Regions from separate parts of the Mus musculus genome. Here regions 1 and 2 are each linked to region 3. A link is a contact called in public HiChIP or PLAC-seq and promoter capture Hi-C data. All regions are on one chromosome and are shown on one strand. Each heading gives the region's core, a stretch centred on a gene start, on an enhancer-like site or on the middle of the called end of the contact. The rest is flanking DNA. Distances are from core to core; before and after follow the strand shown. Region 1 holds the start of Zmynd15 (zinc finger, MYND-type containing 15). Region 2 has its middle 7.5 kb from the start of Tm4sf5. Region 3 holds the start of Camta2 (calmodulin binding transcription activator 2).

Evidence for each region. HiChIP or PLAC-seq counts read pairs in DNA pulled down with a chosen protein or histone mark. Capture Hi-C pulls out chosen DNA fragments and counts their contacts.
Region 1: a promoter capture Hi-C map of liver shows a contact between it and region 3. The contact joins the promoter of Zmynd15 here to the promoter of Camta2 in region 3. A contact is called at or near these places in 10 of 39 promoter capture datasets (the C10 cell line, the HPC-7 cell line, cranial neural crest and 7 more), 4 of 484 Hi-C or Micro-C datasets (B cells, embryonic stem cells and muscle stem cells), 12 of 115 datasets of contacts at active chromatin or transcription factors (the SCID.adh cell line, SST interneurons, bone marrow-derived macrophages and 6 more) and 4 of 9 other capture datasets (adipose tissue, liver, macrophages and 1 more).
Region 2: an H3K4me3 HiChIP or PLAC-seq map of bone marrow-derived macrophages shows a contact between it and region 3, with 2.1 times the contacts expected there. The contact joins the enhancer-like site here to the promoter of Camta2 in region 3. A contact is called at or near these places in 8 of 39 promoter capture datasets (the C10 cell line, cranial neural crest, embryonic stem cells and 4 more), 3 of 115 datasets of contacts at active chromatin or transcription factors (bone marrow-derived macrophages, embryonic stem cells and microglia) and 3 of 9 other capture datasets (adipose tissue, liver and macrophages).

What each region holds. Positions count from the first base shown.
Region 1 is chr11:70,456,589-70,460,884 of GRCm38.p6, forward strand. Zmynd15 (zinc finger, MYND-type containing 15) reads left to right here and starts at 2,845. Exons shown (of 14, transcript NM_001029929.3): 1 at 2,845-3,492; 2 at 3,964-4,296. The coding sequence starts at 3,982. It overlaps Cxcl16 (chemokine (C-X-C motif) ligand 16), which reads right to left and starts at 3,396. Exons shown (of 5, transcript NM_023158.7): 1 at 2,790-3,396; 2 at 2,441-2,579; 3 at 2,157-2,239. The coding sequence starts at 2,859.
Region 2 is chr11:70,495,868-70,499,769 of GRCm38.p6, forward strand. No RefSeq gene overlaps it. Among named protein-coding and RNA genes, the nearest start is that of Tm4sf5, 7.5 kb to the right of the region's middle. Within about 2 kb of position 1,999, at least 11 of the 459 cell types and tissues checked have an H3K27ac peak or open chromatin away from gene starts, as enhancers often do. A contact at or near this core is called in bone marrow-derived macrophages, where this site is marked.
Region 3 is chr11:70,685,448-70,689,361 of GRCm38.p6, forward strand. Camta2 (calmodulin binding transcription activator 2) reads right to left here and starts at 2,658. Exons shown (of 23, transcript NM_001190376.1): 1 at 2,439-2,658; 2 at 900-994; 3 at 616-719. The coding sequence starts at 930. It overlaps Inca1 (inhibitor of CDK, cyclin A1 interacting protein 1), which reads right to left. Exons shown (of 7, transcript NM_001252484.1): 6 at 3,538-3,697; 7 at 2,914-3,302. The coding sequence ends at 3,159.

The DNA of each region.
Region 1 (4,296 bases), core at 1,595-4,094, 230 kb before region 3:
TAGAATTCCTGTATGGTCGGCTGTCCCAGAGAAAGGTGGAGGAAAGTCCGAGTGATTTGCTTTGCTGGGTCTCTCAACTGCTAAAATTCTCTATTTGGGAATTATGTTATGACCCCAGCAGAGGGAAGGGCATGGGTAGCATTCAGGGGACAGTTGAACAGCCGTGTATACAGCCCAGTGGCCGAGTTCTTGCCTAGCATGTATGAAGTGAGGCCCCTGCAGTTGGGGCAGGGCAGGGGAGGAAGCAAGTGGCAGAGGGACAGACAGGGATGAGGAAGTTCACAAACCATCAGATGCAGGCACAAGAGCAAGCAGGTGTGCTATCCTGCATGGGACTCTAGATGTATCTTACCCTCATCTACAGCCTTCTGGGACTTTCTTCAGAGTAAAAGGCCCAGGGTATCTGAGAGAGTTGAAGAAAACAATGTCTACATTGTCTCTGTAGCCTGAAAGGCAGTGAGTGGGGTACCGTTGATACCTCATTATAAACTAATGAGGAACATTTCTGGGGTTTTGTTGTTGTTTTGAGACAGGGTTTCTTTGTGTAGCCTGGCAATCCCAGAACTAGCTCTGGAGACCAGGTTGGCCTCCAATTTATAGAAATTATCTGCCTCTGCCTCGTGAGTGCTGGGACTAAAGGCACGGCGTCACCACACCCTACACATGTATTTTCTTTCAGAAGAAAAATACAGAGCTGGAGAGATGGCTTAGCGGTTAAGATCACTGACTGCTCTTCCAGAGATCCTGATTTCAATTCCCAGCAACCACATGGTGGCTCACAACCATCTGTAATGAGCATTGGATGCCCTCTTCTGGTGTGTCTGTAGATAGCTACAGTGTACACATATACATAAAATAAGTAATTCTTAAAAAAAAATACAATCTCTACATGAGAGGTGTAGCTGAAGGAATGCTGATAAGTTGTTTAAAAACTGGCTTATGTATCCTTAGGATTTATTCATTTCATTAAGTATTTGTTTGTTTACCTTGAAAGAAAAAAGATCAATAAATATTGAACTCAAGAGCCAACAGGAGGGAATGTACACCGTTAATCCCCAGCACTCGGGAGCCAGCGGCATTCAGATCTTTGTGAGTTTGAGACCACCCTGGTCTCCAAAGTGAGTTCCAGGACAGCCAAGACTTAAACAAAGAAACCCTGCCTAGGGCTGGGGAGGATCCCCCCACAAAACCCCAAAACAACAACAAAACAAAAACTGTAAATCAAGTATTACAAAATCTAGATGATGTGCATAGAAGCTGCCCATTGTAGAATTTTTTTCAACTTTTTGTTTTGTTTTTGAGGTAGGGTCTTCGTACATAGACCTGGCTATCCTGAAACTCATGTTGTAGACCAGGCTGGCCTCAGATTCACCAAGATCCACCTGCTTCTGCCTCCCAGAATGTTAGGGTTAAAGGTGTGTGGTTGAATTCTTTCAACTTAAACATGTTTATTTTCATCATGAAGTATTAGAAAATGAAAATAGTACCTTCAAGTGATTTCAGTGACAACACAGCAGTGAAAGTCAAGCCTGTTGCAGAGTCCTATAATCCCAGCTACTAGAGAGGTTGAGACAAGAAGATAGCAAGTTCAAGACCATCCCAGTCAACTTAACCAGACCCTGTCTAAAAATGTCAAAAAAAACCCGGGGAGCTCACTCAGGGGCAGTGTACACACTTAGCTTGACCAATCTTGAGTATAGTTTATATTAAAATAGTGACTTCAAGAAAATATTAAGTCGGGGGCTGGAGAGATGGCTCAGCGGTTAAGAGCACTGACTGCTCTTCCGAAGGTCCTGAGTTCAATTCCCGGCAACCACATGGTGGCTCACAACCATCCGTAATGAGATCTGGTGCCCTCTTCTGGAGTGTCTGAGGACAGCTACAGTGTACTTACATATAATAAATAAATCAACAAATCTTTTAAAAAAAAAAAAAAGAAAGAAAATATTAAGTCATAGCATTTGTGGTAGAACAAATTGGCCAAATCCAGGAAGATGACAGTAAATGATATTGGGAAAACACAGACTGAAGTGACAGAACTTCAGTGAAAGTTAAAAGGTTCTAACGAAGAAAGTGCTATGTGGCAGAGGCAAAGGGCATTGTAAGGTGGCAGCCTGCACCCTGATGGCCCACTGGAGGACAGAAAAGGCTCTCACCTTTGCGCTCAAAGCAGTCCACTAGTTCACGGACCCACTGGTCTTGGCTTCCCCCACACACGCTTTTGGACTGCAACTGGAACCTGCAAAAGGATCAATGTAGTCCACTCCTTCCCTTCCCTACCTTTCCTCATTCCAAAGGTGTGAAGTCACAAGAAGGTGAGCCCCACTACAGCTGGAAATCCCCAGATAAGTAAAACTAGAAAGGAATTAGGCTCCGGGACTTGGACTGGGTGTTCAGATCGATGGTCCCACACCTGCCCTGGGGGGAAAAGAGACAGTACCTGATAAAGAATGGACAACGATGAAATGCTTTCAGGTATTTTCGGATGTGATCCAAAGTACCCTGCGGTATCTGGGTGCCAGAAGAAATGGTACGATCACAAGAACAACTTCCAGCGACACTGCCCTGGTTGCCATCGCCTAATGGAAAAGGAATCAGCCTGGGTTCTCAGACTGAGGAATCTGCCCTTGTCCCAGTCTAATCTCAGACAGACTTTCCCTAGTCACCGCTGCAGCCCTGGATAGCTCTGGGCTGCGTTCTTAATCCCGCGGATGGACTTAGTGCCCCTCCGCAGTTTCCTTCAGGGGCCCCAGTCCCGCGTCCCACCCCCACCCCCACCCCCGACTAACCTGGCAGGGTCAGCAGCGCCAACAAGAAAAGGAAGAACGCAAGAGACAAGGGTCCAAAGCCCCGCCTCATCTCCGGCTTCTGCGGAGCTTGTTGGGACGAGGTCACCTAGCCGACATCCAGCCAATTCTCTAAAGCTTTCTCTTCTTCACCCTGACTGATGTTTTGCGAAGGCGCTGATCCGTGCCAAGCTCAGGAGGGGAGGGGGCGCGAGGTGGTGGCGCCTTCTGTCCCCCGGCGCGCGCTGTCCGGAACCGACCGTCTGGTCGGTACCGGGGAGCCCGCTTTGCGCCCAGCTCCCAGTCGGGGGACACACACACCCCTGCCCCGAAGGCGGAGCTCCAGTCTCCGGCCGGCCAGCCGTAGGGTCAGCCAAGACTATCCGACAAAACCGAAAGAAAATTTGGGCTGTAGAACCAGAGGAATCCGAGTGAGCAAGCTGTGGTTCCCGAAGAATGACTCGGTTGGGTTCGGGGATTTCAGCCCTCTTGAGAAGTCATCTGTCTGTCTGCTGGTTTGTAAAGTGGGTGACCCTCTAGATCCTTCCTCTGGCTCCAAGATGCTTTCACTTCCCTGGACCGCTGGGTCTCAGTAGGATCCAGTCACATGGCCAAGGTGAAGCAGTCAAACAAGTCACCAGACCTGTAGGAATGCCCACGCCCTGGCCTGATACTGCCTGACGTCACGACGGTCCTCCAGCACGAGGTATTTACCTTCGAAAAGTGGTGGCGGCTGTAGGTACCGGAGGAGAGGAGCGGCCGGAAAGGGGGTGGGGTTCGCACCAAACTGATCCAGACCCAAGAGATGCCTCAGTACTTACTCAGACCAACAGACCCCCAAATTTCCTCTTCTAAGCAAGCCTATCTCCATAGGATTAGCCTTACCTCGTGTCTTCCCTTAATTCAAATCTCACTTTAGGATTTGAATCATTGAGTTTTGTGCCCCAGGTACAATTTCATTCCTGAGTACTCCCCCTTTAACCCTAAACATCCACTTTCCAATCTAGCCTTCCTCCATTCTCATCCCTGCAAATCCTAGTCTCGGCTCCAAATATTCCTCTGTAAATCTTACCTCAAACCCACACCCTTCTCCCTTTTGCGACCCAGCCCAAAGCCTCACCACTACCCTGATCCTCACGATTATCACATATCCCTTTCTGCTCGGTCTGGGTCCAAGCCCTGAGTATCTAAAGACATGGAGTTTGTGTCTGGATACCGAGACGAGTTCCTCGATTTTGCTGCTCTTCTCTTTGGCTGGTTCCGCAAGTTTGTGGCAGAGAGGGGGACCATGGGGACCAGCCTTGAGGGCCGATGGCGTCAACTGGAGTCACAGATAAGGAGGCTGCCTCAGGATCCTGCCCTTTGGGTGCTCCATGTCTTACCAAACCGCAGTGTGGGCATCAGCCTGGGGCAAGGTGCCGAGCCAGGTCCTGGGCCAGGCCTAGGGGCTTCCCGGCTCCTGGGAGATGAGCCTCCACTTCACCTGAGAGACCTGAGTCCTTATGTCAGT
Region 2 (3,902 bases), core at 749-3,248, 190 kb before region 3:
TATTCCTGCTTTACATAATATACTTTAAAAAAGTTCTCACAGGCGTGCGCAGCATTTGGGTTTTAGTTGATCCCAGATGTGTTCAGGTTGACAACAAAGATTAGCTGCCACAGGGAGTCTAGCTGGGAGAAGTAAGCTCTACCTGGTTCTGGCCTCTTCTGTTCATGGTTCACTGCCATGGAATGGATGTCACCGCATGGTCCTTTGCCCCTCCTCCCCAGCTCCACTCAGCCCTCTGCACCAGGATGGCCTGAGATTCTGAACTTTCTGCTGTAAAGTTGCTCCTGTTGGGTTATCTGGTTGCAATGACCCAATTTGTAACTAATATTCCCACTGAAGAACCATTCAGTTGATTCAAAGTTCCATCAATGCGAGTGGAGCTGCTCTATCAGGACATGTCCGGGTTTTTGTATAGTTTTCAAAACATTTAGGTTATAAATACCAAATGCCGTTGCTGACTCATTTAGAAATAGTGTGTTTGATTTTGTTAAGACACTGATGACCACCAGCCAGGCATGGTGGCTCCTGCCTCTAATCCCAGCAGGTGACAGGCAGGTATCCATGAGTTCAAGGCCAGTCTGGTCTATAGACTGAGTTCCAGGTGGCCTTTTGCCTATTTTTATTTTATTTATTGCTGTTGTTATTGTTGTTTAAAGATAGAATTTCTCGGGCTGGGGAGGTGGCTCAACGATTTAAAGCACTGACTGCTCTTCCAGAGGTCCTGAGTTCAATTCCCAGCAACCACATGGTGGCTCACAACCACCTGTAATGGAAACAGATGCCCTCTTCTGGTGTCTGAAGACAGCAACAATGTATTCATGTACATAAAATAAATAAAATCTTTAAAAAAAAAAAAGAATTTCTCAGGGTGTGTGGCTCACTGAACCATCTCTCGGCCCAGTGTCCCTGTCTTGGAGACCCTCTTACTCTTGGGACTCCTTAATTACTCCTCCTCCTAATTAATCTATGCTCACTACACTTTACTTATGTATCACTTTGGTTTTGAGACAGGGTTTCTCTGTGTAACCGCCCTGGCTGTCTTGAAACTATCTCTCTAGACCAGGCGGTCCTCAAACTCAGAGATCTGACTGCCTCTGCCTCCCGAGTGCTGGGGTTAGAGGTGTGCACTGCCACTGTATAGGTATATAGATAAATATTTACTGATGAACCACACAAAAATTAGTTTTTAAAAGAGAGCCTTTCAATGAATAACCTATAACTAATTATATAGTCTCAAACTCTTAACAATCTTTTTGCTTCTGCCTTCAAAGTGCTGGGATTATGGTTAAAGGCCCCAAACTGGGCATAAGAAATTTCTTTTAGGTCTGAAGAGATGCCTCAGTAGTTATAATCGCCTCTGGCTAAGATTTCAGCTTTATTGTTATTGTTGCTATTATTATTATTATTATTATTATTATTATTATTTAAAGGACTCAGTATGTAGCAGATAATAAATGATTAATAAATTATTCCTATCTTGCTTCCATTAACAACATTTTAGGGACTGGCGAAATGGTTCAGCGGGTAAGAGCACTGACTGCTCTTCCAAAGGTCCTGAGTTCAAATCCCAGCAACCACATGGTGGCTCACAACCACCCGTAATGAGATCTGACGCCCTCTTTTGGTGCATCTGAAGCCAGCTACCATGTACTTACATATAATAATAAATAAATCTTTGGGCCGGAGTGAGCAGAGATGACCAGAGTGAGCAGGACAGAGGTCTTAAAAATTCAATTCCCAACAACCACATGAAGGCTCACAACCATCTGTACAGCTACAGTGTACTCACATACATAAAATAAATAAATACATCTTTAAAATACAACAACATTTTAGTACTTAAGCTTTATATTTTCTCTTCCAAGTAATTTTTGAGTGAGAAACCTTGTTTACAAAAATGATTTAGGCTTATGACTAAACTTCCCTATTTGGAGGGTTGACTTCATTTCATCGCTTGCTGAGTTAAGATCGTTTCCCACAAATGGAGGAGACTCCGTGGTGTTCCCAAACCTAAGCATTCTCGGAAACGAGTTCCGGTCTTTCTCGTGGTCACAGGACTCCAGACAGTGGTAAGCTTGAGCGCGCACACAATAACTGAGTCATGACTCTTTGCTGTTGTAGCTTTCACCCCGTCCCTTTGTCCCAAGTCATTTCATATCTAGGACCTTATGCCTGGTAGACAAGCTTTCTGTCACTAAGACACACTCCCAGGCCTCTAGTGTCCTTTTTAATTTTGCATAGGTCCAACTTCCTTTACTTGTTCTGTTTTTGTTTTGGGGTTTGTTTGGGTTTTTTTGTTTTGTTTTTGAGACAATGTCTCTGTGTTACCCAGACTGACCTAGAATTTGCTATGCAGACCATGCTGGCCATGAAACTTGCATCTAATCTGCCTTTAAAATATATTAATTTATTTATTTTTACATCCCAACTGCAGTTTTCCCTCCCTTCTCTCCTCCCAGTCCCTTCCCTGCACCTCCCCTCCACACACCCATACACTCCTTCTCTGTTTTGCTTTAGTAAAACCATGGAAATGCACCAGCGCTCGGAATGTCAAGTTGCAGGCATCTCCTCTCCTATTAATGCTACACAAGGCAGCCCAGTAGGAGGAAAGGATCCCAAAGGCAGGCAACGGAGTCAGAGACAGCCCCTGTTCCTGCTGTTAGGAGTCCCACAAGACCAAACTACACAGCTCTAACGTATATCCAGAGAGCCTAGGTCATCCCATGAGCTGTCTCTGGTTTTTAAGTGCTAAACTTGCCTGGGCCACCACGCTTGGTCACACGCGGCTTTTAGCTGAAATATTTCTTCAGATGAGTCTTTCCTGTGATCCTGTAAACCTTTCAACCTGCTAACAACCCAAGTAGGCTTGAGCGCCACCACGTTCTCTCCTCAGGAAGATGACATCCTGGATTGGCTTGTTTGTCCTCGGCCTTTGTGATACTGTAGAACAGCCATTCTCAACCTGGGGGGTCAAACTACCCTTTCACGTGGGATGCCTAAGACCATGGGAAAACACAGATATTTACATTACCATTAGTAAGAGTAGCAAAATTACCATTAGGAATCAGCAATAGAATAATGTTATGGTTAGTGACAGGGGGGTGTGGGGGTGGGGGGAGTCACCATAACATGGGGAACTGTATTGAAGGGTTGCAGCACTAGAAGGGTGAGAACCCGGCTATAGAATAAGCCCAGGCCTCCAGTGTGCCAGGCAAGCACTGTATCCAGGCTCACAAACTACAGCTCTTCAACCTTTCTGGGAGCTGAGACACTTCTTTGTTTTGTTGTGTCTTTGTTGTATCTAAACCTGAGAGTTTTCTCAAATTTGCCTCTCCCCCCTTGTTCCCCTTTGTCTCAAGTCTGTTCTTTGATCCTTCTGTCTGAGCTTATGGTTTTTTAAATGATTTATTAAATTACTTTTAATGTACATGGTTATTTTGTATTAAGATCCCCTGGAACAGGAGTTACAGACAACTGTAAGCTGCCATGTGGTTGCTGGGAATTGAACTCAGGACCTCTGGAAGAACAGCCAGTGCTCTTAACCTCTGATCCATCTCTCCATCTCTTGATGCCGTGTCACTTTATGCATACTATTTTTTCACAAGGTCCATCTTTCTCCAGCTGCAGGCCAGAGCCCTTTCACCTCAGCCTGTTCTTTCTAGCTCTTACCTCTGGAATTCTAGTACCTTCACCAAAAGTCCTTCCTGAAAGTATTCCCGAATCCTACAGTAATCGTTGTTTCCAGCATTCACTTTGGGATATTGCGATCTCTCCTGTGTTTGGGGAAATGTTTTCAAATCTCGACAATGTTTTGTTAATGCTGTATTAATGTTATGTCATCCACAGAGAGTTGCTTGAAATAAGACGAGCAATGTGACTCAGTGCCTGGGCACTTGCCAAAC
Region 3 (3,914 bases), core at 1,408-3,907:
ACTGAGGAAGATATCTGACATAGACCTCTCTGGTCTTCACCATCATATGTACCTGAGCAGGGACATGGAAGCGGGAGGGTTGAGAGTTCAAAGCCAGGGCAAGGGAGTAGCCCAGTCAGCAGAGGGCTTGCCTAGCATGCACAAGGCCTTGGCTTCATGCCCCAGCACTTCATTAACTACGTTTTGTGGCACACATTTAGAATCCAAGCACTCAAGCGGTAGAGGCAGGAGGACTGGATATTTAAGGTCATCCTTGGCTATGTAGCAAGTGTGTGACTAGCCTGGACTACATGATACCCTATCCAAAACCAAGCATTTAACACATAGAAACAAAACTAATCACTTTCTCTTCATTAACATCTAGAGTGACATGAGCTAATACAGGTCAGATACACAGCATGGTACTCAATATGAAGAAATATTACGCTGTTGTTTTGTATGGATGGATTATACCGAAGAGAAATGGACTCCCATAAGGTCCAAGACTTTGTGATTCTATAATCTCCGAAAGGCCTAGACTAGTGCTCAGCAACCAGTGTCCACAGACATAGCACTCCACCTCCTCCATTCCACCAGGGTTTGCTGGGTCCCAATCCCCCAAGCTCCCTAGAAAACCTCATTTGTATTCCATCGGAGCCGCTCTGGAGGCAACAGTGGGCATCGAGGAAGACACTCCAGCAATTTCTTGGGGAGGAAGATCTTCAGGTGGTGGCTATTCTCTAGAGGGGACCGGAGGAAGAGCCTTGTTAGAGGCAAAACAGAGGAAGAGAGCCAAATATAATCCAGAACCCTGGGGAAACTGTAACCAGGACAAGAGACAAGGGGAGCAAAGACTCAGAGGGCCAGAGAGTAGCAAAAAAAGGCTGTGTCCAAACTGAGAACCCATTTTGTGAACTTACCAGCAACCTCAGTGGTGTCCTTGGTATTCATGGTGAAGGTTCCAGGGGGCCAGGTCACCCCCGGCCTGAGGGGCCGGGGGGAGGGGGAGTCTGTGCTGGAAAAGGAGAGAATAAGGTCATGGAAGAAGCCCCCACATTAACCCAAGATGAGGAGCTTGGTGTGATAAAAGGGGTTTAGAACTCAGTGCTGACATCTGGGAAAGATGAAGAAAATGTGGAACTAGAATGTGACAGCAGAACCAGAGAACAGAGATGAAAGAACATAGTACCAGGAACCAACATGAGTGGGGAGACAAGACAGAACAGGGTGCTCAGAAGAAAGGGATGAGTGGGGGATGCTCACAGTGCTGGAGCATTCCCTAGGGCAGGAAGCTGGATCCTGCATGTCTAACCTAGATTCTCACAGGCCCTGACCGACCTGAGAGAGAGTAGGTGAGGTCAGTTAGTAGATCTATTTCTCCACGGAAAAATCAAACAGAAAAAAGAACTCAGGGTACGTTTAGGAAGGGAGAGCAAGGCTAGAGGGAAGGGTAGGCAAGTTGTGAGAGCTGGGGCTCTGGTCCTAGGAGGAGGATGGCTTGGCAAGAAAACCTGGATGCTGAAGGAAAGCAGATCTAAGTCCAAGTCCGGTAACAAGCTGGGCCTTTGAAGACACACCCCAATTTCCTTCTCTCTCTGACTTTTTCTAAGAGGAAGGGTAGAGCTGATAACTGACCTCATGTGCTCTCTCTCAGGTTGGTCAGGGGCTGGGAGAATTTGGAATAGACATGTTGGAGTAAGCTTCCGGGTGGGACATGCCGGCTTCCTCTTTGCAGCTAGAATTCTACTTCACCCTAACACTCCTATTTCCCCAACCTCTGCTTCTTCTCTGGCTCCCAGCCTACCATATCCCCTCTACTGCTCTGGCTCCAGCCTGAGCCTCCGCCCTCTTGAGGAACAGATGGGAGCTGGAGGAGGCTCTCTGCGCGGGTTCTGCCAGGTGTCCGGGGATGGAGAGGGGGTGGAAGCCCATTCAGGATCGGATCGGAGGTGTGCAGAGAGGCTAGGGTTGGGATAAAAAGTCCACCCCAGGGTGCAGGTGCGCAGCTCTGGCTAGGCAGTTTGCCAGGGTGCAGAGCTGGAGCCGGATGAGACTGCGGGCCTGAGAGCGGTGGTCTAAGACTGTCGCCGGGGGTGGGATGCTCTCCCCAAAGGGGGCAGGGGTCCTGGGAGAACCCCGGAGGTGGGAGGGGGTCCCGCCCGCAAACCCGGATGTTCTGGAGAAGCAGCTGAGCAGAGTTCATGAACACCTGGCAGCAAGGGGCAGTGCGGGAGACCGGGGAGGGGGTCTGGGGACTCTCCCCGCACTCTCTGATCCGTGAAGGGGCCCTGCGCCTAGCGGCGCCCCCTGGCGCGGGGAAAGAGGACGGAAGCGGTGAGGTGGGGGCAAACGGGGTGGAGGGACGGTGGTCCCCAGCGCCGCGCTCCACACCCGGGCCGCGTGGAGCTGCGCCCCCTGGCGCGGGGGCGGAGAGGCGGGCTAGAGGCCCTGGCTCTTACCTCCCGGGGTCCCGCGGGTGACGGCGGCAGCGGCCATTCTACCCCAAACCGACCCCCCCTAGCGCCGGCTGACAGCGGCGTTCGACGTCAGTGCGCACGGGGCGGGGCCTCCCAATTAAGGGAACGGGGGTCGGGAAGGGAACCTGGGGTCAGCACACTTGGGACTCTGGGCCAGTCTACGAGACGCGCTGCTGGACCGTCCCTAAAGAGGCAATAGCGCTGAGGAGAACCGGGATCCGGAGGCGGAAGCTCGGCCGATTGACGTGACTTGTGGGCGCAGGAGGATGGGGCGTGGGCAGAGGTCCAGGGCCAGAGCCCTGGAGGCAAAGGAGAGTGCTTGAGAATGCAGAATTCTTCTGGCCTCGGGCGAGACTCGGCAAATTTAGGGACCTAGCCTAACTTCATTGTCCTGAATCCTCAAAAAAATCAACGGAGTCCGCCTTTTCATTCCCCTTCCATCACTACCTCGCACAGAAACAAGACTATTTGGTGCTCTTTAATAACAGAACAGAGAGAACACAAGACCAGGTTCTGGCCTAGAGAAAAACCCGGCTGCGAGTGTACTGGGCAGTTAGATAGGAACTCAAGTGGGCTGTGAATGCCTACGCTATGGGATGGAGACAACAGAGATAGAAAACATCCGCTCTGAAGCCAGCACTAGGGAGTCCTGATGTTTGAATTGATCTTGGGTCCCGTAGCTTGGGCCTGGATGATTTCCCACTACTCCTCAGACTCCAACTCCATCGCCTGGGGATCGTAAACGGGGTTCTTTCTGGCTGTAGCAGTGCTGTAGGTCAAAGAGCTTAGCTGCCCAGAGGCATAAGTCCCCTGCTGGCCTACAGGAGTCCAGGGAGTCCAAAGCAGCTGTAGGTGAGAGCAATTGAGAGCAAGGGGATAAGAAAAGCAAGAATGGAAAAACAGGACTCTCTCCAGATTTCTTAATTGCCAAATTCAGGCACATACCCTCAAAAGCTCAGTTTCTTGACCACTTTTCGTCCTTAAACCAGCTATCCTACCTGGCTCTTGGCTTCTGCCACATCCCCATTTGATTATGAATTGACTTCCTCCCTAACCTTACTGTGTTCCTCTCCAGTTTTACCTGATCTCTGGGAGTGACAGAATAAGTCTCTTTCTGTGGATAGGTTGCCCTCTCTTCTTCCACGTCAAAGTATTTTGTAGTGCTTAGGAGTTCAAAGCCCTCTTCAAGTGCTGGAAGTTCAGGTGTAGCATCAGAGCTGCCCCACTGGGCCCTCTTCAGTCTGTGGAGACATTAGATGGAGGAGACTAGTGCCTGGAGGTCAGTCTTCCAGTCTCTTCATCCCTCACCCCTGGCCTGAAGCACTTCTTGCTGAGAATCACAGGTGCTACCACTGACCTTCAATTCACCCCAACTTTTTGTTCTTCACAGACAAGAATTTTTGATCCAGGGGCCAAACAGTGACCCCCAATTAACGATGTGCTTTCTTGTAATCATGG